Linked DNA regions of Cricetulus griseus: regions 1 and 2 are each linked to region 3. Evidence: chromatin contacts called from public Micro-C data. All regions are on one chromosome and are shown on one strand. The core of a region is the stretch at or near the end of the contact, and the rest is flanking DNA. Distances in the headings are between cores, read along the strand shown. Region 1 has its middle 300 kb from the start of Dysf. Region 2 overlaps Dysf (dysferlin). Region 3 holds the start of LOC100756748 (cytochrome P450 26B1).

Region 1 (3,962 bases), core at 38-2,537, 280 kb after region 3:
GCCATCCCAGAACTCAGGAGACAGTTGTGGGAGGAGCACTCCAAATACAGGGTTAGCCTGGTCTACTTATAGAGTTAGGACTATAAGCAAATCCTCCCCCCCCTCAAAACAAAACCCAAACTTTATTTTTTGTTTTTTGTTATGTTTTTGTTTTTGTTTTTTGAGACTAGGTTTCTCTATGACTTTGGAGGCTGTCCTGGAACTAGCTCTTGTAGAACAAGCAGGTCTCGAACTCACAGAGATCTGCCTGCCTCTGCCTCCTGAGTGCTAGGATTAAAGGCATGCATATTGACACCCTTGTCACCTTTTCCTTCTCACCTGAATGTGCTCTGTTGAAACCTCTAGGGCAGGAGGATGTGCCAAGTCAAAGGCCATGGGAAAAATAAAACACAGCCTTTGTCACTAGAACCCCCAGTCTCCCAGCTCCTGTCCTACAAGCCTGGGTTTCTGAGAAATCAGTGAGGCCCTCCTCCCAGGAAAGAGGCCTGAAGCCGACAAATACACAGAGTACAGCCGAAATCATAAACACATTTTATTTCTAAATAATTTTAAAACCACTGGCATTGTAGCAAATTGGAATATATTTCCAGAATCGACTCAAAGCGATTTTTTTTTTTACAGCAGCATATGAAAAATGTCATTTAAATATCCACACACAGCTGCTGCACATGCTGGGCTCTTAGGGAAACACTTTCATTCCTTTCATCAGAGTCCCTTGATTAATGTTCCACTTTTCTTTAACACTTTTTCCATAGCTTTTTCTTTAAAAAAAAAATCAAAGCCTGTACTATTATCTGAAAGAAAATTAAACCAATAAGATTTAATGTCTGCTATGTTCTACAGTCATGGCAAAAGTACACCACACACATATACACATATAAACACATACACACACACATACACACACACACACACACAGAGAGAGAGAGAGAGAGAGAGAGAGAGAGAGAGAATTTAGGGCTTGAATCAAATGGAGGTGAGCATTAAATAGGGCCAAGATCTTTGCTGGAGACTGCAGAGGCAAACTGGAAACAGCAATGGTCCCCAAGAGCAACAAAAGGAGAGGTCCCTGGAAAGTGTATTTTAGACAGGGAGGGGTTGGGGTAGCCTGGCCAGAGGTTCTCAATGAGCAGAGGCAGTAGATAGACCAGGAACACCAGCCTGGCAATGCTCAGATGCCACCTGTGGCAAGGCCTGCCTGCAAGGCTGGGATTTTGTGAATGGGACTCAGAGAGAGGCAGTTTTGGGGCAGAGGAATGGGAAGGAGAGACTTGGAGGAGGGAGGGAGAGCAGAAACTGTGCCAGGGGAAAGGCGCGGCAGATGGAGTGAGGGAAATCACAGTGTGTCTGGCACGGCAGCTGATGCCGTAATTTAAAGGTCAACCGAGTGGAAAAGGAAGGGGGGTTGGAATGACTTTGTCTCTGCAGTGTGGCACTTAACTCCTCCCATCCCAGTGCATTCTGGCTTGGCCTGGGAAGCCCCAGAAGACACTTGCTCTTCAGCTTCCCTATCCTCACGGGGTTCCCTTGCTGCACCCCCTCACACCTGATGGTGCAGGGGGCAGATCTAGCTCTGCATCCTTCTGTCATCATTAGTGGAGAGGTGACATACAACCCCCATAAATCTTGGTTTCTTCGTTTATGACATGGGGGTGGGGATCCTTCATCTTCCCTGGATTACCCGAACAGTTAAACTAGATCATGGGTGGGGGGTGGAGTAAAATAAAAACACCTTAAACTTTTCAGAGATACCTGGAGAAGATGGCTTGAATTTGTAAGGAGAAAATAAATGAAAGAAGTCCCTTTGTTCTGGGAAAACCACCTTGGGAAAATATAAACTAGGAGCCATTTGTCCTGAGGTATACCTTCTATCCTTGGGGACAGCTAGCTACCTCTCACATTCCAACTTGACTATACAAAACACTATCCCCATCCCCATTATCCTTCCCAGGGGTATCTCTCTCTCTCTCTCTCTCTCTCTCTCTCTCTCTCTCTCTCTCTCTCTCTCTCTCTCTCTCATCTATCTCCCTTCTTCCCTCCCTGGACTAAAGCAGATCTTTGGGAAGAATGTGGCTCTCTCCATATGGACTTAAACTGCCTTGAGTCTATAAATTATGGGACTTTTGGGTGGCTGATGGAGGGCTGGAGAGGAAGCCCAAAGGTTTTAGCTCTGGCTTGGGAGGTTGTGTGGAACAGAGTAGATAGACAGGCCCACAGACCACTGAAGGACCAAAGCCTAAACTGAATCCATGTAGGGCTGTTCCCTGCATAAGCCTTGAGACAAGTCCATGCTTTTGGTTGTCTGTGGTGTGGCAGGACACAGAACTTGATGGAAGGCTGGAGGCCATGACCTGGGCGGGGAGGGGCTAGGCTTAAGAAGCTCTGGACAGCCAGAGTTCCCTTGTCTCATGATTGAGTGCCTTTGGGATGTATTAGAGCTGAGAGTGGCTATTGATGGAAATGATACAGGGTCCTCACCCCCACAAAGCCTTCATTGCTAGGCAGAGGACTCAAGAGTAGCCATGTACCCATCTAAGACACAGGGAGGTGCATTTCTCCCCATCTCCCTGTCACAGTAAAGGCCTCATCTCTTTCATCTCAGAGTAGACTACTCTTGGGCTAGGCCAATGGGTTAGACGGCAGGAGGAACTACTACCCTATGATTAGGAGAAGATAATGTCTCCTGCTCCCCACAGTTCTGGTCTGTCTTGGTCTGTGGTCCTTCCTCCCTAGGGCCTTGGTGAGAAGGAGACCATCTCAGCTGAGCCCTTAACTGCAATTTGTGTTCTCACCAGGGCCAAGCAAGCTAGGGTGAGAATGTATAAGAAGAGATGCCCACCAAACGTCCTTGCAGACAGACAGAGGGGGTAGACCTTGACCTTGACCATTGCCTTATGCCTGGTGGCCTGGTGAGCCACACAAGAAAATTCAAAGAGGCCTTTGGTAGTAATAGAGTTGACAAGAAAGGACACTGGCCTTTTCCACTGAAAAGAAGTCTTGAAGATGACGGCACAGCTTTGCAGTGACCACCAGGGGGCTCAAAGGGACCCTGGGAGACCTGCCTTTGGAGATGACCTGATGTGACTGCTTTGCTTGGCCTGTAACACCAGCATAGATGACGATTATGAACCTGCGATCAACTAGCAGGTGTGTGATGGAGGCTGGAAGAGTTGTCTTTCAATGAGGGAATTTCTCAGTCATGCAAAATTCCATTGTGGGTCCACCCAGTCTCGGGGCTGTGTTGACATGGCCCAGGCAAACCAACATTGTGTTCCCATTACTGACTGTACACACAGCCCTCGCCACCAGCCATCCAGGGGACAGCGAGGCATCCTTGACAGTGAAAGACAGACACAAGTTTCATTCATAGTCTCCAGTGAGCCAAATGTAGCTGTTGGCAGGGTCTTGCAGATAATTAACAAGCCAGCTTACATTTGCCTAAAACAACTGAAGAATTGAAGGAATAAAATCATTACTTCCAGAGCAACAGAGACTGTGGCTTGTATGTCAATAACCCAAAAGGGCTTCTGGAAGAAGGGACACTTCCTTCCCCTGGACAGCAGTTTCCATGACAAGAACTATGTTTCCTGCCCCATTTACTCACCAAAGAGGGCTATGGAATTCTCTGGGGAAATTTAGAGAGAATGGGCCTATCTTGGGAGCTCAGCAGTAGGCAGAGGCTTCTTGCAAGGACTATGGGATGAGAACCTTATATACTTCAGTGACCCAGCAAAAGCCAGTCATGGCAGCCCCAGGTCCACAAGCCACAGCTGATGCCCTCCCAGTGCTCTAGCCCATAGACAGACCCTGAGGCCACAAAAGAGCATCAGGTGTCACCCTGGGCGTGACACCCAGCCTGTGTGCAAGCATCATCTCTGTGTTCAGCATTCCAAGTGGCTGCTACTCTGGAGCACAGGGTTCCCTCCCCAGGGAGAGCTCCTGCACCCACCATGTCCACACAG
Region 2 (3,881 bases), core at 795-3,294, 490 kb after region 3:
AATTGGAGTTTTTGAGCTTATGAATAGTGATGGCAGATAACACTATGTGCCTACTGTGTGCATACAAGTCTTACTGTATGCTTACTGTATGCCTGCGTCACGTCTCTTTTCATCACTGTCTCCTAAGGTAAATGTGACTACAGACAGGGAAACTGAGGCAACTGGCAGGTAGGAAGGCCAGCATGGAAACCAGAGGTAACTAACTACAGTGTCCAAATGACCCTGGAGACCGTGCATTGCTCTGATATTTCTGGGCCTTAGTACATGGAGTTAACAACAGCTACCTTGTGGCATGCTGGATTTGAAGAGGTCAGTTGTAAATTGTGTCGAACCAATCATGGCTAGCTGTTCCCACAGAATCCTCAGAAAATGGCATTTCACTTTGTATCAAGCTCTAAGTTTCTATACTACTTTCATTTAGCTCCCTTAAACCCCAAAGCCTCCCTGAGGTGGACTATTACATATCCCCACCCTACAGCTGAGAGTACCGCCATAGTAAACATGGGTCAGAACTGAAGAAGGCCCTCTACCACGGTCCTTAGCTACCTTGTTCCTACTCCCAACAGGGACCCGCTGTCTCCCAGAGCAATGTCCTCACCTCCACACGCAGGATATCATCAGCCGGAAGGTCTTCCACCTTCTGCTCACTGTGCTCCACCAGTTTGGTCTCCAGAGACAGCAGAAGCCTGCCTCGGTAAGCCACACCTTCTCCCTGAAAGAGAAAGTTGGGTCACCAGTAAAGGGGTGAGGGATGGGGGGCACAACACGTAACAACATACTGTAATTCACCCCTACAGAATAGGGGTGTATCAGTCCTCCAACCCAGTCCACAGGGATGAAAACTGAGAGGCCTAGGTGCCTCGGGATGGAGACAGTGGACAGGTCCAACTGGCCCAGGAGAAAGAAGCCCAAAGGCCTAACAAAGGAGGCACTCTGAGGGGTCTGTCCAGGCCTCATAAGGCCCACAGAATATCATCTGGGCCCAGACACCGGCAGGCTGGCCTGGAGACCCTCGGGATACATGTAGCTGCTCACCTTCCCTGTGTTGAGTTCTGCATATGGGTCTGGGAAGCCCGTGAACTCCCGGGGGCTGCCATAGAGGTTCACATAGCAGGGTCCAAAGGTGGGAAGAAAGCCCAAGTTGTCATCCACTGGAAGACACAAGCAGGTATCAGAGAGGTGGCCCTGTAGATCTTTCTAGGGTTTAACCCAGACACCTTCAGTCTGGTCCTCAGTTTCCCCCACATGCACCAAATGTGGGCCCTGCACATGTATAATTACTAATACACTAGCAATGGTGTAGCCAACTCCACTCTCTCGTGAGTCCGCAGTATGCTGGAATGAGGCTATTTCTATTATGTTATTAGTCCTACTTCACAGATGAGGAAACTGAGGCTCAGAGATGTGACTGACCACAGGATAGCAAGAACCCAAGTAGTGCAACACACTCAGCTGTCTGCACACAGGCTGGGGCTCAAGCCTTCCCCTCTCAGGTCAGGGGGTGAACCCAGAGTCAGGTGAAAAGAAGTCATGTCCCAGGGATCCCCCCCAACACACACACACACATACACACTTATTGTGGCAGTGGGGAGTTGGTGGATGAATAAGGCAATCGGTCCCATCCCATCATCCCCACCTTCCGGGAGATGTTCTCTTGATAATGTCACAGCTGCCCTTCCAGGGACAAGACCTCCCTGGCCAGACCCTGAAACCCTGCAAAGGCAGGTTGTCCCTTTCACAGGACACTTCCAAAATGCTCAAGGTAGAACCATCATCAGGGCTGTCTGTGTGTCTCTGTCCACACAAGGACGAGCCAGGTCAGACACAGGGAGAAAAGAGCTTCCACGGAGACCTCTTCAGCGGGCCATGTGGCTGTACACTCTAAGCCATGCCACTGAGACAGTGCAGGGAGGTGTGGGCAGCTGGAGCTAGCCTGCCCATCACCTTTCCACATATTTCCTCCTCCAGCCCTCAGAGCAGACAGAACTTGGCAAAGGGGGAGGCCATGGGATGACGGGACTCGGAGGAACACTACTAACTGCTGAGTCAGTCATCACAGTTATGGTTTACCTTGTGAATCATGTGTCAAGCATTTCTCATTCCCCTAGCCAACTCCAGATCACTGAGATACTTCACAATTCCCCTGGCCCACCATGGTCCCCCATGGTGGAAGCATTCACGAGGCAACAAGCTTAGAAATGGTCTGGGGTAGCCAGAGGAACTGGCCTTAGAAATGGTCTGGGGAGCTAGAGGAACTGGCCTTAGAAAGGTCTGGGGGAGCTAGAGGAACTGGCCTTAGAAAGGTCTGGGGGAGCTAGAGGAACTGGCCTTAGAATGGTCTGGGGAGCCAGAGGAACTGGCCTTAGAAAGGTCTGGGGAGCTAGAGGAACTGGCCTTAGAAAGGTCTGGGGGAGCTAGAGGAATTGGCCTCAAGGCATCAGTTACCCGGGTGCTGAGTCTTGCCAGTGGTCAACCCAGGGGCCTGGCTGCAGCTCAGTTCCCTTCATGAAAGTCAGAAAATTCCCCTCCATCAGAAGCCCCAAGGTCCCATCCCCTCATGGTCCCCTAGATGACAGCAACGTACGGTCAGTGGCTTTCGGAGGCTTGAGTACACCTGCCGGCTCCTCTGAAGCATAAAGAAATGGAAAGGGGTTAGGATGGATGTGGCTTGGTGGAGAATGGTTACATGAACAGGAGCCTGGATGGAGAGCTGGCAGACAGACACTGTGAGTGTACAACAAAGGAAGGTACACACCTTGCCCCCCAACTCCCACCAGCTCCCAGCACCTCTGTGACCTGAACCTCCATTCAACATACTCAAGAGACAACACACAGAAAAAAATGTACTTTTTCTACATTATATGCAGGTAAATTAGAAGTAATGATACAGAGGAAGAAACATGAAAAGGGAAACACGAAAGAATCATTGTGCACAAACAAACACCCTGGGTTCCAAACATCAGATTGACACTTGGGCCCCAGCGCACTCAGCCAAGGCCATTCAAGGCACAACATCTCCACCTGGTGGGAGTTTCTAGTATTGCAACAGACTTTTTTCTCAACAGAAGCCACCTGGGTCTGGCTTGTAGCATCAGCCAGACCCAGGGAAGATAAGAGACAGATGTTGTCCACTGGCACATGCACACACACACACATGCACAGCACATATATATTCACATGCATAGTAATAAAATGTTTAACCCTCTTCTTTACCCACAGATTCAGAATGGGTTCAAGGAGCTGCCAGAGGACGTTCTATAAACATGCAACCCAGAATGACTTATCATTCTGCAGTTTCATTCAAAATAAATGTATTTGTTCCCTCATAACCCCAAGACTGTGGCTTGGACACCCTGGATTTAATGTGGCCCAAGGAAATTCTTCATTCAACATGGCCCAGGGAATGCAGGTTGGACACCCCTGGAAGGCTCACAAAAGGGGTGTGGAGGAAGAATAAGCTACAGATATGGGAGTCTGTGGGTAAAGGCAGGGCTGGAGAAGTGAGGCCAAAGGCCCAAAGAGGGCAAGGCCCTGAGCTGGCCCTTACACCCCTGCAGTCAAGCCTCAGCTCCCACTACTGGCTGGCAAGAATTGGTGTGACAGACTGTGCCCTGTGAAGATTTTCCTACCTATAGGAGTTGTCCCTGGCATGGGAGAGCTCTCAGCCTGGCAGGGTGACCTGCACAGGCATAGCCATGGTCCCCAGATTCTACTTTAAGCTCCTTCCAAATGACGCTCAGCAGGAGGAGCCTGATATCTTTAACTAATGAAGCCAGGGCCAGAGATGTGACCCTGTGTGCTTCTTGCCAGAGACTGACTTTTTAATCTGGCAGCCAATCAGAGACAATTCTCCACCAGTCCCACTAGCCAGCTAGCCAACA
Region 3 (4,426 bases), core at 1,323-3,822:
GCTCACTGGGACTGAGTGAGACACTTCCCATTAGGAACTGCAGCTGTTGCTGTGGGGCTGTGTGTCCCTATGGACATTCTCCAGGACTTCACTTGGCAGCTCAGCAGCAAGGAGTTAGAATTCCCTCCGTGTTCCCTCCCCACTTCACACTTGAATGGGAAGAAAGGCCAGGCAGAGAGGAGCGAAAGGGTCCCCAAAGCCAAAGAGTGGGAGAACATGCTGGAAAGAGTGGACTTTTGACCCCAGAGTAGGCAAGTCCTATGGTTTTGGTTTGGTGGCTTTTTCCCTAAAGTCATTTTGCCTGTCTCATCAGGCAAAATGGAAGGCAATACTTCTGGGAGCCTGGCAATATTCTTAGGGTACCTCAAGACAGCAGGGCCCCCCAAACTACTTCCCCAACCAAACTCTGCCAAGCAACCCTATAAAGTAAAATGTCTCCTAGGTGGACACAGCTCTTTATTTCTGGGGCCACAGTAGTCCTGACAGAACTAACCTAATGTCCAAGTTCCCACTGTTCTGTGGGGATGGGCAGTCTAAGGGTTCTTAATCTGAACCTTAAACAGCTTTCAAATTTGCTGTTTGGAGCTGGTGTTCAGCTAGGAAAAGATAGGGAAGGGAAGCTGGGATAGTGTCCCCTGCAGATGTAGTACTACAACTATCCACCAGGTGGGGTTCCAGGGCAGAGAGTGAGCGTGAGCTGACCTCGCGCTTGCAGCCTAAGCCGGCTGGAAGAGCTCTGCAAGTCCGTCCGTCCCCGCTCTCCTAGCAGCACACAGGCACGCATCTCGCGCATTTTCTACTAGTGAACTCAAAAGCAGATCCAGTACTGTTGATGCAGGGGACGATTCACAGTGTAGGGTGGGTTAATTTCCTTTGCAAGTCCAGCACCCTAAACCACAGTTGGGGTGTCTAGAATGAATTTTTATTATTATTTGCTCCGGGAGTGTAGGAGTGGAACGAGAGGACAAGAGGACTGGGGAAAAACCGGAGGCACGGGAAAGGGAGAGTCACGCACTGCTCAGGCAGATGTCGGGTGTGTTGTGCACAGCTCCGTCCCAGGCGCTGAGGAGAGGCCATATAACAGGCAGATCCATGGATACCCAGACACGTATGGAGACCCACTTCTCTCCACCACGGTCGGGTCGACGCTAGGCGGGAGCACATGCAGGTGCAGCCTGGAGCCACAATCACACCTCACACAGGCACACGCTCTGGGTTCTCTGTGGCCGGCTCTGAGGAGGTGGCCACACTCACAGACATGTTTATTATTCAAACATTCAAACATGCAGGCCTCCTAGTTGCAGGGGCCACCGCATTTGTCTCAGGCACTGGACAATTTCTGGGACCAGTATTACAGTTAGTTAAGGGAATGCAGGCTGCTGACTTGTAACTACATACGGTGTGTGCGTGTGTGTGTGTGTGTGTGTGTGTGTGTGTGTGTGTGTGTGTGTGGGTGGGTGGGTGGGTGGTGTGGTGGTGGTGGGTGTGGCGGCGGCGGCGGGGTGGTGGCTGCGGTGGTCCTCGGAGGTGTCGGAGAGGAGTTCAGCGTCAGTAGCCCGGGACAAACACAGCGACTGGTGACCCTCCCGCCTTGGAGGGTAAGAAACAAGTGGACCTTGACAACTGAGGTTTGGAGATTAGGAATGAGGACCCTGCTGGAGACAGTTGCAAGGGAATGACACAAACGTGGTACTTGCTGTCTGCAGGGGTTCCCGCGGAATCCGCGGGATGGGGTACCAATAGAGACTTCTGAAAACCCCCAGTCGAGGGGGGCAGTCTGACAAGGACCTTCTACAACGGGACTGCTGGAAGCTGGAGGACGGGTTCGAGAACCTAGGAGGGAGAAAAAGCGGGAGCGAAGTAGTTTAGTAGCCAAATGGGCACCAAGACAGTGCGCACCGCGCGCGCTCGTGTGTCGTGTGTGTGTGTGTGTGTGTGTGTGTGTGTGTGTGTGTGTGTGTGTGTGTGTGTGTGTGTGTGTGTGTGGTATGTGGTGTATATGTGTATGGTGTGTGTGTGCGAGCGCGAGCGCGATTGTGTGTGCACGCGCTCTGGGGCGTGTGTCTCATCTCATCTGTCTGTAGGTGCTGGACTCGGCGAGACGCGGGCGAGAAGGAAAAGAAGGCGCGAGGTGAACTGAGTTTGATCCGGAGGCGCCTACAAGTGGGTCCCCGGCGGGCCGCGGGCGGGGCGGCTGGGCGGGAGGCCGGCGGGAGCTCACACGCTCGGCAGCCGGCCGGCCTCTCACCACGCCTCCCGCTTTGTGAGCGCGCCCAGGGGGGGTGCTGGCTGTGTGCCCACGGCGCGCCTCCCGCCTCTATATAAACACACGCATCGCCTTGCCTTGGATCAAATCAGATTGAGAGACGCTTTTCAAACCACCATCCCTGAAGTCCTGCCTTCTGCTTTCCCCCTCTTTTATCCTCTTTTGCCGTTCTTTCTTTCTTTTTTTCCCCCCTCCTCTCTTTTCTTTCCCCCAACAGCAACTCCAGAGCCGAGAGACTGCGTCCCGGGACAGACTGCCTTTTCTTAATTGATAGATAGCCGGGCTCGGGTTTTCCACCTCCTCCCCCAACCCCACCCCGCCTCACCCCTCCTCCCGCCGCCGCCGCCCCAGAGCCCGCCCGGGGCTCTGTCGCCGGCTGCGTCCCTTCCCGGCTGCGGCCCGCCGACTCCGCACTCGCGCTCAGGCCAACGCGCCCGCCTCGCACGCCTCTGGGTGCCCTCTGGGTGCCGCGGCCGCTCCAGCCTCTGCACTCGCCTCATCTGGGGAGCCTTTTCCCAAGCCCCCAAAGTTTCTGGGTTCGTTGGAATTTTGGATTCCTATTTTTTTTCCTTTTTATGCACCTAGGAATTTTGAAGGGATACTTTTGATAAATTGATCGCAATTTCCGCTAGCTCTCGGTTCCCCTTATTTTTGCCCACCTCGCTTTGAGCAGGGAAGGAGCTTCCGAGAGGCTCCTGGTGGATAAAGTTTTTCAAAGTTTTTCTAGTGTGATGGTTGGGGGGGAGAGCAAGCTCACCAACTTGACTGAGCTCCACCTCACCTCCCCAGAGCAGCCCTAAGCCCGCATAAAGGGACAAACAAACAAACAAACAAACAAAGTTACACCTAGAGTCGCCTTGTATCTTCTCTCTTCTTCCAGGAAATCTTTTTCCTCCCTCTCTTCGACCACCTCTCAGCCTTTCTCTCGGCCCTATCTCCTGGTTTTCGCCGAGGGGTGCCAGGACCCCCGGCTGCAGCCTCCCCTCCCCCGTCACTCTGGTCCGGCCCTCCCCTCCCCCTTCGCGGCCCGCACAGCCAATCCCCCGAGCGGCCGCCAACATGCTCTTTGAGGGCTTGGAGCTGGTGTCGGCGCTGGCCACCCTCGCCGCGTGCCTGGTGTCCGTGACGCTGTTGTTGGCGGTGTCGCAGCAGCTGTGGCAGCTACGTTGGGCTGCTACCCGCGACAAGAGCTGCAAGCTGCCCATCCCCAAGGGCTCCATGGGATTCCCGCTCATCGGAGAGACCGGCCACTGGTTGCTACAGGTAAGCGCACTCGACCAGCTGCTCCTAGAGTCCGCTAGCCACGGGTACCCGGCCAGGGGGCGCCGGTAGCTCGGACACTCGGAGGGACGCGCCGGTTCCCGCCCCGCCCCTTCTCTGCCTCAATCGGCGCCGCCTGGGTTTCCCCAGCTCGCCTGCAGCTCGGCTCGGAGTCCTCCTGCTCCCGGTGAAGGTGGGGAGTAGGGGTGGTGTGAGCAGAGAGGGATCCCAAATGTGACGCGCCTGGGTTTTGGGCGCCCAAGGAGGGGTGCTCGAATAGGTCTGCGGAGCAAGTCTGGAGGGGCGTTGCTTAGCTTTCGCCTCTGTCTCTGAGCCCCAGTCTGTGTTAGCGCCCTGGGTATTTATCTAGACGCTGAGAGGTAAAGGAGGAGAGGGCCGGTGGCAGCTTGGAATGGTAAGACCTGGGCAGCATCCTGCAGTGTATCCGGCTCAGGTAATTGGGCTGGTATAAGATGCTACTCACATACAACTCTGTGTGTGTGTGTGTGTGTGTGTGTGTGTGTGTGTGTGTGTGTGTGTGTGTGTGTACGCTCGCGTCTGTGTCTGTGTGTTGTGGTGGGAGGGAGAGGGAAAAAAAGGTAACCTAAGGGAAAATTCGAGGCAAGAGAGCTGAGAGCTCTCAGCTTTCGGGGAAAAGGGTCTGTTTGCTTATTGGGTGGGGACAGTATAGCAGAGGGAAACTGGGAGAGGTATGTAAGAAATCCAGAGTGTGCCTATGCAACTGGACGCCTCACAACTCCACTCTGACGACAATTGGGGCCAGGCTTGTTGAGGACCAGACCCAGGTAAGTAGCAGGCCGATTAACCTGGAGTTAACCTCGTCCAGTGCTAGACAATCGCTTTTGCAATTTGATACACCCCAGGTTTTTTGGAGGGGGG

What was found. Hi-C and Micro-C count contacts between places; a contact is called where the count stands out from the background.
Region 1: a contact with region 3 is called in a Micro-C map of the CHO-K1 cell line, with 4 times the contacts expected there. The contact joins the enhancer-like site here to the promoter of LOC100756748 in region 3. A contact is called at or near these places in 3 of 8 Hi-C or Micro-C datasets (the CHO-K1 cell line and liver).
Region 2: a Micro-C map of the CHO-K1 cell line shows a contact between it and region 3, with 8 times the contacts expected there. The contact joins the enhancer-like site here to the promoter of LOC100756748 in region 3. A contact is called at or near these places in 7 of 8 Hi-C or Micro-C datasets (the CHK-Q cell line, the CHO-K1 cell line, the CHO-S cell line and 2 more).

Annotation. Positions count from the first base shown.
Region 1 is chr8:56,966,419-56,970,380 of CriGri-PICRH-1.0, forward strand. No RefSeq gene overlaps it. Among named protein-coding and RNA genes, the nearest start is that of Dysf, 300 kb to the right of the region's middle. Within about 2 kb of position 1,288, at least 1 of the 6 cell types and tissues checked has open chromatin away from gene starts, as enhancers often do.
Region 2 is chr8:57,179,452-57,183,332 of CriGri-PICRH-1.0, forward strand. Dysf (dysferlin) reads right to left here. Exons shown (of 55, transcript XM_027428547.2): 18 at 1,036-1,151; 19 at 599-712. Among named protein-coding and RNA genes, the nearest start is that of Dysf, 89 kb to the right of the region's middle. Within about 2 kb of position 2,045, at least 2 of the 6 cell types and tissues checked have open chromatin away from gene starts, as enhancers often do. A contact at or near this core is called in the CHO-K1 cell line and fibroblasts, where this site is marked.
Region 3 is chr8:56,686,916-56,691,341 of CriGri-PICRH-1.0, forward strand. LOC100756748 (cytochrome P450 26B1) reads left to right here and starts at 2,573. Exons shown (of 6, transcript XM_027428537.2): 1 at 2,573-3,529. The coding sequence starts at 3,326.